Linked DNA regions of Anas platyrhynchos: region 1 is linked to region 2. Evidence: chromatin contacts called from public Hi-C data. All regions are on one chromosome and are shown on one strand. Each heading gives the region's core, a stretch centred on a gene start, on an enhancer-like site or on the middle of the called end of the contact. The rest is flanking DNA. Distances are from core to core; before and after follow the strand shown. Region 1 has its middle 19 kb from the start of ECI2. Region 2 overlaps ECI2 (enoyl-CoA delta isomerase 2).

What was found. Hi-C and Micro-C count contacts between places; a contact is called where the count stands out from the background.
Region 1: a contact with region 2 is called in a Hi-C map of liver, with 1.7 times the contacts expected there. The contact joins two enhancer-like sites. A contact is called at or near these places in 2 of 8 Hi-C or Micro-C datasets (liver and skeletal muscle).

Annotation. Positions count from the first base shown.
Region 1 is chr2:88,777,370-88,782,160 of IASCAAS_PekinDuck_T2T, reverse strand. No RefSeq gene overlaps it. Among named protein-coding and RNA genes, the nearest start is that of ECI2, 19 kb to the right of the region's middle. Within about 2 kb of position 2,875, at least 7 of the 8 cell types and tissues checked have an H3K27ac peak or open chromatin away from gene starts, as enhancers often do.
Region 2 is chr2:88,743,519-88,748,371 of IASCAAS_PekinDuck_T2T, reverse strand. It overlaps ECI2 (enoyl-CoA delta isomerase 2), which reads left to right. Exons shown (of 10, transcript XM_005010716.6): 2 at 4,244-4,406. Among named protein-coding and RNA genes, the nearest start is that of ECI2, 15 kb to the left of the region's middle. Within about 2 kb of position 1,976, at least 2 of the 8 cell types and tissues checked have an H3K27ac peak or open chromatin away from gene starts, as enhancers often do.

The DNA.
Region 1 (4,791 bases), core at 1,626-4,125, 33 kb before region 2:
CAAGGTCTTCTTTTCAATTTTGCTCTATTAAAAAAGGTTGTTCAAAAAAAAATAAAAAATCTTGACTTTTCTTCAAATGTCAGTAAAAGTTAAAAATAGGAAGGTACCAGAAAAGCCTTTTATTGTGCAGTCATAACAGTACCACATCACGGCTGAGCACTTCAATTAAAATGATACAGCATGACAGTGATGTGATACATCTCTGCACTTGGTCTTTCAGGATGCAGCAAAAAATTAGTACAATTTTGATTCTGTCTGCCAACCTTCTTTTTTTTTTCAAATAGGTTACTCATATGAGATAGTAAAGTATTCTTTCCATTGTATGCTGTGATACAGGTATTTTTAAACACATTTTTCAGGTGTTAAAAGCAACATTATTGTGTGGCCTCCAAGCCTGCTAAGACAAGAGAAGGAAGACTAAGAAAGATTTTGGAAAACAATATTTTTAGCTGGACAAAAGAGTCATCCATTGTTTGGAAAACCACAGCCAGGATAGTTATGTTGTCTTGCAAATTAGATAAGAGTTGCAGGTGTGAAATTACTTTTGATATTTAGATAATTAAATTAATTTAGGAGACAAATTCATGCTGACACTTGTGAATTTATGGATGCTGATACAGATCAGATTGAAAATGAAATGTGAAAGCCCTTTAAAGCTGAAGCCATTTAAAGAGGCATTTGTAAATTCTATGAACTTTGTGTTTTCTTTACAGTGAAGGGCCATCACAAGCAAACTGTTTTCTTCAAAAAACAATCCTGTTCTATAATGTATAAATTATTGTAAGTGTCTCTGGTACAGTAAAAATATAGAAGTCAACCTTAATGTATAACCAACAGGATATTCATGAATATTTTGTTTCTTAACACTGTGTAAATTAACATCAAGGAAAACTGCAAAAGGAAGTGAGTTTTCAGATGCATTTATTAAGTAGAAAAAGGCAAAAAAAAAATCATGATTGTGCAAAATCTTGTATATGCTATGATTCTCACCAGTGAAAACAATTTTAAGTTAAAGCATTCATATAGGCATTTGCTGTGCTGTGTTAAAAATCAGTAAGAACACAGTGGCCAGTCCATTTAAAACCCAGGTTCATGAAGTTCCCCTCCAAGGTGACTTGGCCATGAAATCATCTGCTTGTGATATGACTTACTTGGTCCAAGATATTTTGTTGATACATTTTTGCAGAGAGTACTTCCAGAAACTGCAGATGTTCTTTTCATCTCAGAGAAGAAAGGGAAAACTAATCATTATTTGGTTCCTGCTCTGCGAAAGTATTTTAAGAGAGCATTGCATTTTGTCATAGTGTTATTTTCAATAGCAAGAGATAGAAATCCAATACTATTCTTCCAGTCTGCAACTTCTTCCATTTATTTAACCACTCTCAGGTTCTTTTAATTGATGTTTCTGCCCATACAGATGATGCAAAACATCAAAACCAAGGTGTCTAACTCAGTAGCATCGCATCAATGGAAAAACACGTGTAGGAGTAATCTCAGAAGGTAAGTCTAATTGCTGTTTAAGGAACACAACTATTCTTTTAAACTCTAACGCCTGGTAATATTAGATTATTTATTTATCCAGAATTGATAAATAAACACTGCAATTGGTAACTCAACAACAGAAGTGATTCTGAAACCAGCAGGCATTTCACAGAAGACAGCATTATATATATGATAAAAATGTTGCATGAATCAACACTGCAGAACCAGAGAATATAATAAGGACACATAACTCAGAAAAAAAGGCAACAGGGAAATACAAACAACAAACAAACAGACAAAAACACTTGGAGAGAAAGCATCTACCCTAAGTGGGGCAGGGAGTGAGGAGGGATAGATTAAAGTTGTTAGACAGGATAGAGCAAGTTAATTCGTATCATTACACCTGAAAAGAGACATTTACAGAAAAAAAAAATAAAAAAAATCCGCATGATAACTGTAGTGATAGGAACAGCTGGAATATGGGGCAGCCTAAAGACCATTTGTAGAAGCTGCACTACTAAAAATACCCAAAATCAACGGAAGGAATGAATTTAAAGTATTAGAAATGACAGTTTTTCTCCCAGCTAGACTGTAACACCACAACCTGGGCAGAAATATGCAATGTGAGACCGTGTCACCCTGCTGAAGTCAAAGTAGACAACATCCATTCTTCCTTCCTCATCCCCTCATCCATAGATATAGTCATTTCATTATAAAATGAATCTGGTTGATCCAGCATATTATTCTTGGCAAATCTGTCTGTTCTCGGTGACCTTCTGCTTCATAGGCTGAAAACTGGCTTCCAAGAGGACTTGTGCCATGAATTTCCTAGAGGTATAGCTGAAGCTGACCTATCTGGTTCCATGAACGTGTATGGGTTAAGATTTCTCAAGAGAACCCTAACTTGGTCCTCTTCCACTACCAGTAGTTGTCTCCTGTTTGAACCCTCTAGGCACAAAGGCTTGAGAAATGTTGATAAAGACAGAGGCAAAGAAAGTGCTGAGTATCTCCGTCTTATTTATATCTGCTGTCACTAATTTACCCAGTCCATTTAGCTGTGGGCCTACATTTTCCTCATTTGTTCTTTTACTGCCAAGTCAGGGGGAACAGATACTTTGATATTTACTGCCAGTTTCAACTCCAGCTGAACTTTTGCTGTCCTTGTGTCACCCCTGGCCTGGGCAACTTCAATAATCCTTGTCTGTACTCTGTTCCTGCTTCTGCCACTTACACCTCTTCTTTTTCCATCGGAGCTCAGCACAAGTTCCCTGTTTGGTTAAGCCAGTCTTGTGGCATGTGTACTTATTTTCCTGATCCCTGGAATGTACAACTCTTTACTCATATTACTTGACAATACATTCTAAATGAGTCATTTTTCTTGAGCTCCTCTGCCTTTCAGAGCTGCCTCCCACAGGATCCCAGACACCACTTCCCTCAATAAGTCATTCGTCTCTTCTGAGTCCCGGGGTCTGTTCCCTATTCATTGCCTACCTCACTCCTCTTGGGACCTTGAGCATCAGTGTTTTATGGTCAATACAGACAAGGCTGCCGTCTCTCTAATCAACAAACCACGTCATCTCAGACCATAATGTTCTGGGGGAGGATGTACTCAGTCCTACAACACACACAGTAGGGATCACCGCTGTGAGGTTACAGTCCCAGGACGTGAAATGCTTACAGAGGAAGGCTCATGGTGCAGCAGAAAATATGTTTGTTTTATTTTCCTTCTCAAAAATGTAAGAAATGGCAGAGGCTATACTCTGTGCATCTATGTATTTCACTATTAAGGAGAATTTGTCAGCCTTTACAGGATACACTTATCAATCCTGATATGTCACATAAATACACTTATTCTTTATATGATAGGGAACTGGGGGATTTTGAAGCTGTACTCTTATCTACTTTCTTTTAAAAACCCAGCCATGACAACAGTACCAGTCTCCTATGAATTCAGAGGCAGCTGTTTATTTCTTTATGCTTCACTGTCTTTCTCCACCCTGTTGTCTCTTAAATTGCAAGCTTTGTGGCAGGAAAGTCTTTTGTTCATTGTTTTTTGTTTGTTTATTTGTTTTGGGTGGTGGTGGTTTTTTCTTGGACATCACCCAGCACAATAGGGAATGAAGTCCCCAAGCTTTAACATAGTACTAAGAAACAAATGCTCATTTTTTTTTCTTTTTCTAATTTTCTATATTTTAGGTGACAATTCAGACCATTTTCACCCAACTCAACCAAACTCCAGGAACTGTTCCATAGATATATTCCCAAAGATAATGGTTTCAGCTACAGTGAGCACATTATTGTTATAAATGCTCTTCGGATTTGCCTAGGACAAATAATACCCAATATGTAATCTACAGATAAAAAAACATCTTTTTAAAGACAGACAGAAGCACAAAGGGATGACCAAATTATGGGCACTACTACCAGAGGAAGCAAAACTATCTTTGTTATAGCCAGTGTTTTTTCTTTTTCCAAAAAACAATAGAAAGACAAATTAGAAAGAACATGACATTGTTCTTTACAAGAGAGGATGTGAATTCTTATTACTGAAGAATTAGCATAGTTGTACATAATCTTTTATATGGGCACTTGGGCCCAGAGAAAGGTTACATTTTATTTTTGAAAGCTTTGGAATACCAGAACACCAATGTTTTGTCATGCCTTCAGTGACAGAGAGTAAAAAACAGAGACAAAACACCCAGCAAGCATAGGTATGTGCTTCAAGGACAGTGAAGAAATTAAGAACAGCCTGTCTCTCTAAAGGTTTTGCTTCCTCTTTCTGTCTTCCTTTTCATAGGTACACACATCGTTCTTCTATAACTAGTTGATAAACTGAATTCCTTCCAAAGGTGCTAACTAAAATGACACTACTTTTAGGGGCGAGGCAACAAAATGTATACCTCTTGCCTCTTGAGATGACGCTCCTCAGGTCAACACAGAAGTGATCCAACTACCAGACACTTGATCCGTATTTTTCAGACAATTGAGTATTGACAGTAACTCTCCTCCCTAACTCTCCTCCCCACAGCCGTGGTGTTTAAGAACACAGGCTAGAGCTATGTTGTTTCTTCACAAGCATAATCAAGGTATCAGAGGATTTCAGAAGTACTGACAAACAATTTCATATTCTTATTTTGTGTCTAGATGCCAGGATTATTTTATTGTGGAGCTAATTGTAGTTTGCAGAGTTTGTGTTAAGTGCCGTGCCTGGACTTCGGCAAAGCAAAATGGTGCAAAAAGCTAGAACTGATGTGGTAATCCATATGTACTGGGGCATAGCAGTAAAATGCTGACTGGTACAACAGAGGC
Region 2 (4,853 bases), core at 727-3,226:
GTGGGTGAAATGGCAAGAGGTGGGCGCTGTGCTGCGTGGTAAATGTGTGGAAAGGGTGTTGCAAAGGATTGCAGCACATTGTGATAACAATCATGACAAAGAAGAGATGTCATATATATTATCTGAAGTACTACACATAATATAGGGGGGAGAGCCATATTTTACATTAAACATATGTTCTAGGATTCATCCCAGTGACAGCGTAATGTACCACTTACTGCTGTCTGATAACACGTCATATTATTTTTCTTCTTGCTCTCCCTAAAGCTAGTTACAGTAATGTGAAATGAACATTTTCTAGTTCTGTCAGGAGTTTAAAATCCATGAGATTCTAGCACCACCCGCTGCTTATAATCCTAATAGGATTTTTAACTGCTTTTGCCTGTGCTTTATTTCCCCAGGAGCTACTACCATTTAAAAGAAAACCTTTGTTAAGGAAAGGCAAGGTGGAGTTCAGGTATATCGTATATCCATTCATTTGTTGTGCTGAGCATATCTGATGTTTCCTGTGCAAAAAGGTCTTCGAGCTTCTATTTTTAGTGTTCTAATAAGTAAACTGCTGAGTTCCTTTAAAAGTTAGGAAACAAGTGGGCAGTGTTTTACAAGAAGTTGGCATTTTTAACTCTGAAGCCCTTATACAAGTAACAAAACTATACTGAAATGAGAGGCTCTTTCTTTAACAGGCTTTGCAGTCTTGGCTAATCACTTAAACAGTGAGGAAATGACTTTCAGTATAATTGAAGTATAAGGTCTTAATTAAGAGCTCGTGTCCAAATGTTTGTTAGGGTAAGGGACACTTGCATGAAAAATACAGAGAACAGCATGAATGGCAGGACTGTGAGATACAAACAAGCAGATATTCGAGTCAAGGAAATTAGTTTGCTGTGATTGTCAGCCTGGATGTTGCAGGTTCAGGCAGTGTTACTCAGGATTTATTTATTTTTTCAGAATATACAGTTTGCGAAGTATCAATTGAATCATCTTGCAGGAGCACGGAGGCGTTTGTAGTGGACTGTGTGGCTGCTCTGCTAAGTTGTGAGTCCTCGTTTCTCTCTCTCTGGCCCTCTCCACCTGCCTTGAGTTGTTTCAGCAAAGTTTTGTACCGTTTGAGTGAGGCCACTAAAAGGAGTCACGGATTTGCTCGCTGAGAGAGTAGGAAGGATTCGGTGCCCCAGCAGGGGAGCGGTGGATGGAGGCAGGCAGTTTGTGTGTGGTGTGCTTGAGTTGAGCAGCCTCTTGCTCCTCTGTCCCTGTGGTTGTTGCTGTGTGGTCCCAGTGATGGCTGTGCTGCTGGGTGCTGGCAGGCGGTCCAGTCATCTCCTCACTCTTCACATCATCTGCATGGAGCCCAGGAGCTCTGTTCATGCCATCTGTGTGGCCCTCTGAAGAACGAGGGCCTGCCCAAGATGAGTGAAGTGTGAGATAACTTAATTTTTCTGTTGTGTTTTCATCCTTTGTTATTTGAATAGAGAAACAGTAGCAGTCAGCTTAGCCTTAACGTTTTGGAAACTGGTGATTGTCACTGATACATGGTGAGTGTTCTCTGAGATCAGAAGGCATAGAGAAAGGAATGAATCATAGATATCCTGCAGAGAACTGAGCTACAAGCAGCAGGGAAGAGATAGAAAGAAGAGGGCTTTTTTATAGCCATACTTTAATAAACAGCTAAGTTGCACGATCTCCTATGGCAAACCAGTGGGTAAGGAAAAGAAAAATAACACCAAAAGATAGTTTTTGAGATGGATAGATTATTTATTTTACCCAAAAAAAAAATTGTTGCTGAGAAGTAAAACTGGATATAACTAACAAAGCAAAGGAGTGTAGCTCTGTGTCCAGACTCATTGAAAGATTGTTCCACTTCTCCCCAGCCAGTTTTTTTTTTTGTTGTTCACCCAGTTGGTTGCTTCTCTTCTAACTTGTCTGCTTTGTGTCCTTAATAAAGAAGCCAAATCCAATATTCCCTTAACCTTGAACATACGTGTGTATGTACTTTCAGACTGGTAGCTGTGCCTTTGCCCTCTCCCCCTATCCTCAACTTGCGTTCATTTATGGTCACAAAAACATGGCTACTGTCAGATTGTATATTAAATAGCTAAAGTATTGTGTGACTGGACTCAAGCTATAGTGAAGTCAGGGCTGTCGTACATGGTGTAAAACTAAATTAAAAAATTGTGCTGCATAAACAGGTGATCTTGGGAGCAGTAGCATTCAAGTAATTCCCAACCTGGCTTAAAAATAAAATAAAAATTGTCTTTCTGCACTCTCATTTTGTTCTTCCTGTAAACATGATTTTAAAAACACACTTGGGGGTAGGATCTGAAAGTGAACATTGTGTTCTGTGACTTCAGGACAGACCACACAAAGAAGCTTAGTATTCAGAAACTTGTGTCTCTATCCACGTGGACACACTTTTTCCTGTGAAAGTGCTGGTACTGATGCTGAACGTGAAGTCCACAGGCTGATGGAATAGCTTCTCCATTGGGTGAGGGGTAAATTTTTATATCCTGCCACTGTCTTTGAGCACACACCAGTGTGCCTGAATGCCAGTTGAACTGGCAGGTGGTGAAACCACATTTGTCTGGGCTGTTTTAATAAAATCTGATCAACTGAAGTAAACAGACTTTCTGTGCCCACTGCCCTTTTTTTTTTTTTTTTTGGTAGTCAATTCCATTTTTTGTTATTCAGATATATTTATTTTTAATAGCATACAACTTTGAAGGAGTTACTAGAATTCTTTCTTTTTAATCATTGAAGGTGTAGGTTTCTATTGCTGTTTTCTGTGTATAACAGAAAATATTCTTTCCTTTTTTGTCATTCAACGTCAGCAGCCCCAGATAGGTAAACAGTGGGAACCTAGGATTCCTTCATACAGAAAGGCTCTAATAGGTGACAAAACCAGTAGATCTTCCAAACATTTTTACAAAATCTTGTATCTTTGTAAAATGGAAGAATAGCAAAATTAATTGCACATAGTGGGCCTTCTTCACATGTCTTGCCTGCACTTTTTGGCTTGCAACAGAAAATAAATTGTATTTATAAGAGCACTGACAATGCTTTTGGCATCCTCGTTGACAAATAGGTAGCACTTTTAAATTTCTCTAAAATTCTCATTATGTGCTTATGAAATGGCAGAATTTTCATGATAGGTAAGATTTTAAAGTTCAGGTTTGTAACTGAAATGCTAATGAATTAATGATTAAGCACTTAGTAAGTCTGCATTTTAGATAATCATTACTTTTTCGAATGTGACTATGACATCTCTCTTGTATGATGTTCTATCATGATGGCTGTGTCCGTAAAATAGAATGGGAAAAGATTTTTGTTTTTACTAACCTAGAGAAGAAACGTTGATACATACAATACTCACAATTTTAAAATAGTAAATATATTTACATATGTTGTAAATTAACCAAAGAAGGCTGAGACAGCATGCTTTTGCCATATTGAAACAAGTCAAAATTCTTAGACTACTTTTTTTTTTTTTAATTTTTATTTTTTATGGTGAAATTACCATTTTCCTGATGGAAAGGTCTTCCAGAATATTTAGACCTATTCTTACTTCATATGTCTATGGGATGTTTTATAACCAGTCCTTTTCTAAAGTACACTTTGAAATTAATCTTCGTTTTTGTTGAGAGAACCAGACCTTTAGATTACAGTACTTGGAGATAAAAAAGCACACAAATTTGAAAACATGACAAAAACATGGCAAAAAAAACAAACAAACAAACAAAAAAAAAAACAGACAAGATGCATAGTCTGTGATTCGTAGACACATAAAGCTGTTACGGTTGTGTACAGAGACTTAAATATATATTTACTTCTGTATTCATTTGTATATTCTGTATTCATATGGACATAACCTGTAGGACTCTGATTTATTTTAGAAACAGCAAAGTATTAGTTTACTGCTGCTGCCATTTAGTGGCAGTATACGATCATCTGCTGTATTGCTGCATGGTTTGTTTGTTGTCATCTGGCAGCATTGACTTTAGCACTTTTCATACCAGAGAGAGCTGGTGTGAGCTGTGGTGATCTCCAAAGGTTAATTATGTTGCAGCTGAACTAAAGCAACTTTCTTTTAATTTCCAATACCTAGCTTTCTTGTTGTTGTTTTGATCAGTGCAGGTAAAATATTTGCTGTTTTGCATTTATTTTAACTGCCTTAAAAAACAGCATATTTGTTTCTCTCCTAGTCTTAAACAAAAAACAAGTAATGATATTTTTTCCCACTTACTGACAGGCAAGCGCAAGCTGTTTGTATTCCAGCAGTTCACCTGCACATGACTACAGCCACCATGCAAGTCAGCCAGAAAGACTTTGAAAAGGCTCAAGAACAGCTGAAGCTTTTGAAAAAGGATCCAGGGAATGAAACTAAGTTGAAACTCTATGCTTTGTTTAAACAGGTAGGCTTAAATTCCATTTTTTGTAAGAGGCATTTATAAGCTGAGGGGATGGACCTGTAAAATATATTATTAAAATACAAGTTGTTCAAATGTGTTGTCTTAACAATTTCTTCAGGTGCTCAAATTATATTCCTGACATGCTAGTCCCTCAGGCTCTGCCTGAATTCTACATGTGGCCAGAACTATTACATCTTATAAGTCATGATTTAAATATAAACTGCTATTCAAAGAAATAGAGCCAAATTACATCCAGTTTGTGATGTCTTCCATATAATGTAGCATATATTGATGCAATGACGCAGGAAAACTGCTTGTGCCTGGAAAAAAAAAAAAGAAAAGAGAATGCCACATGCTTCCTCTTGAATTTTTCATCTATTGTCAGTCAACTGGTCCTATACTACAGTGATGTAAATATTTGAAGGTTGCTTTTGGTTGTTGTGGCAAGCT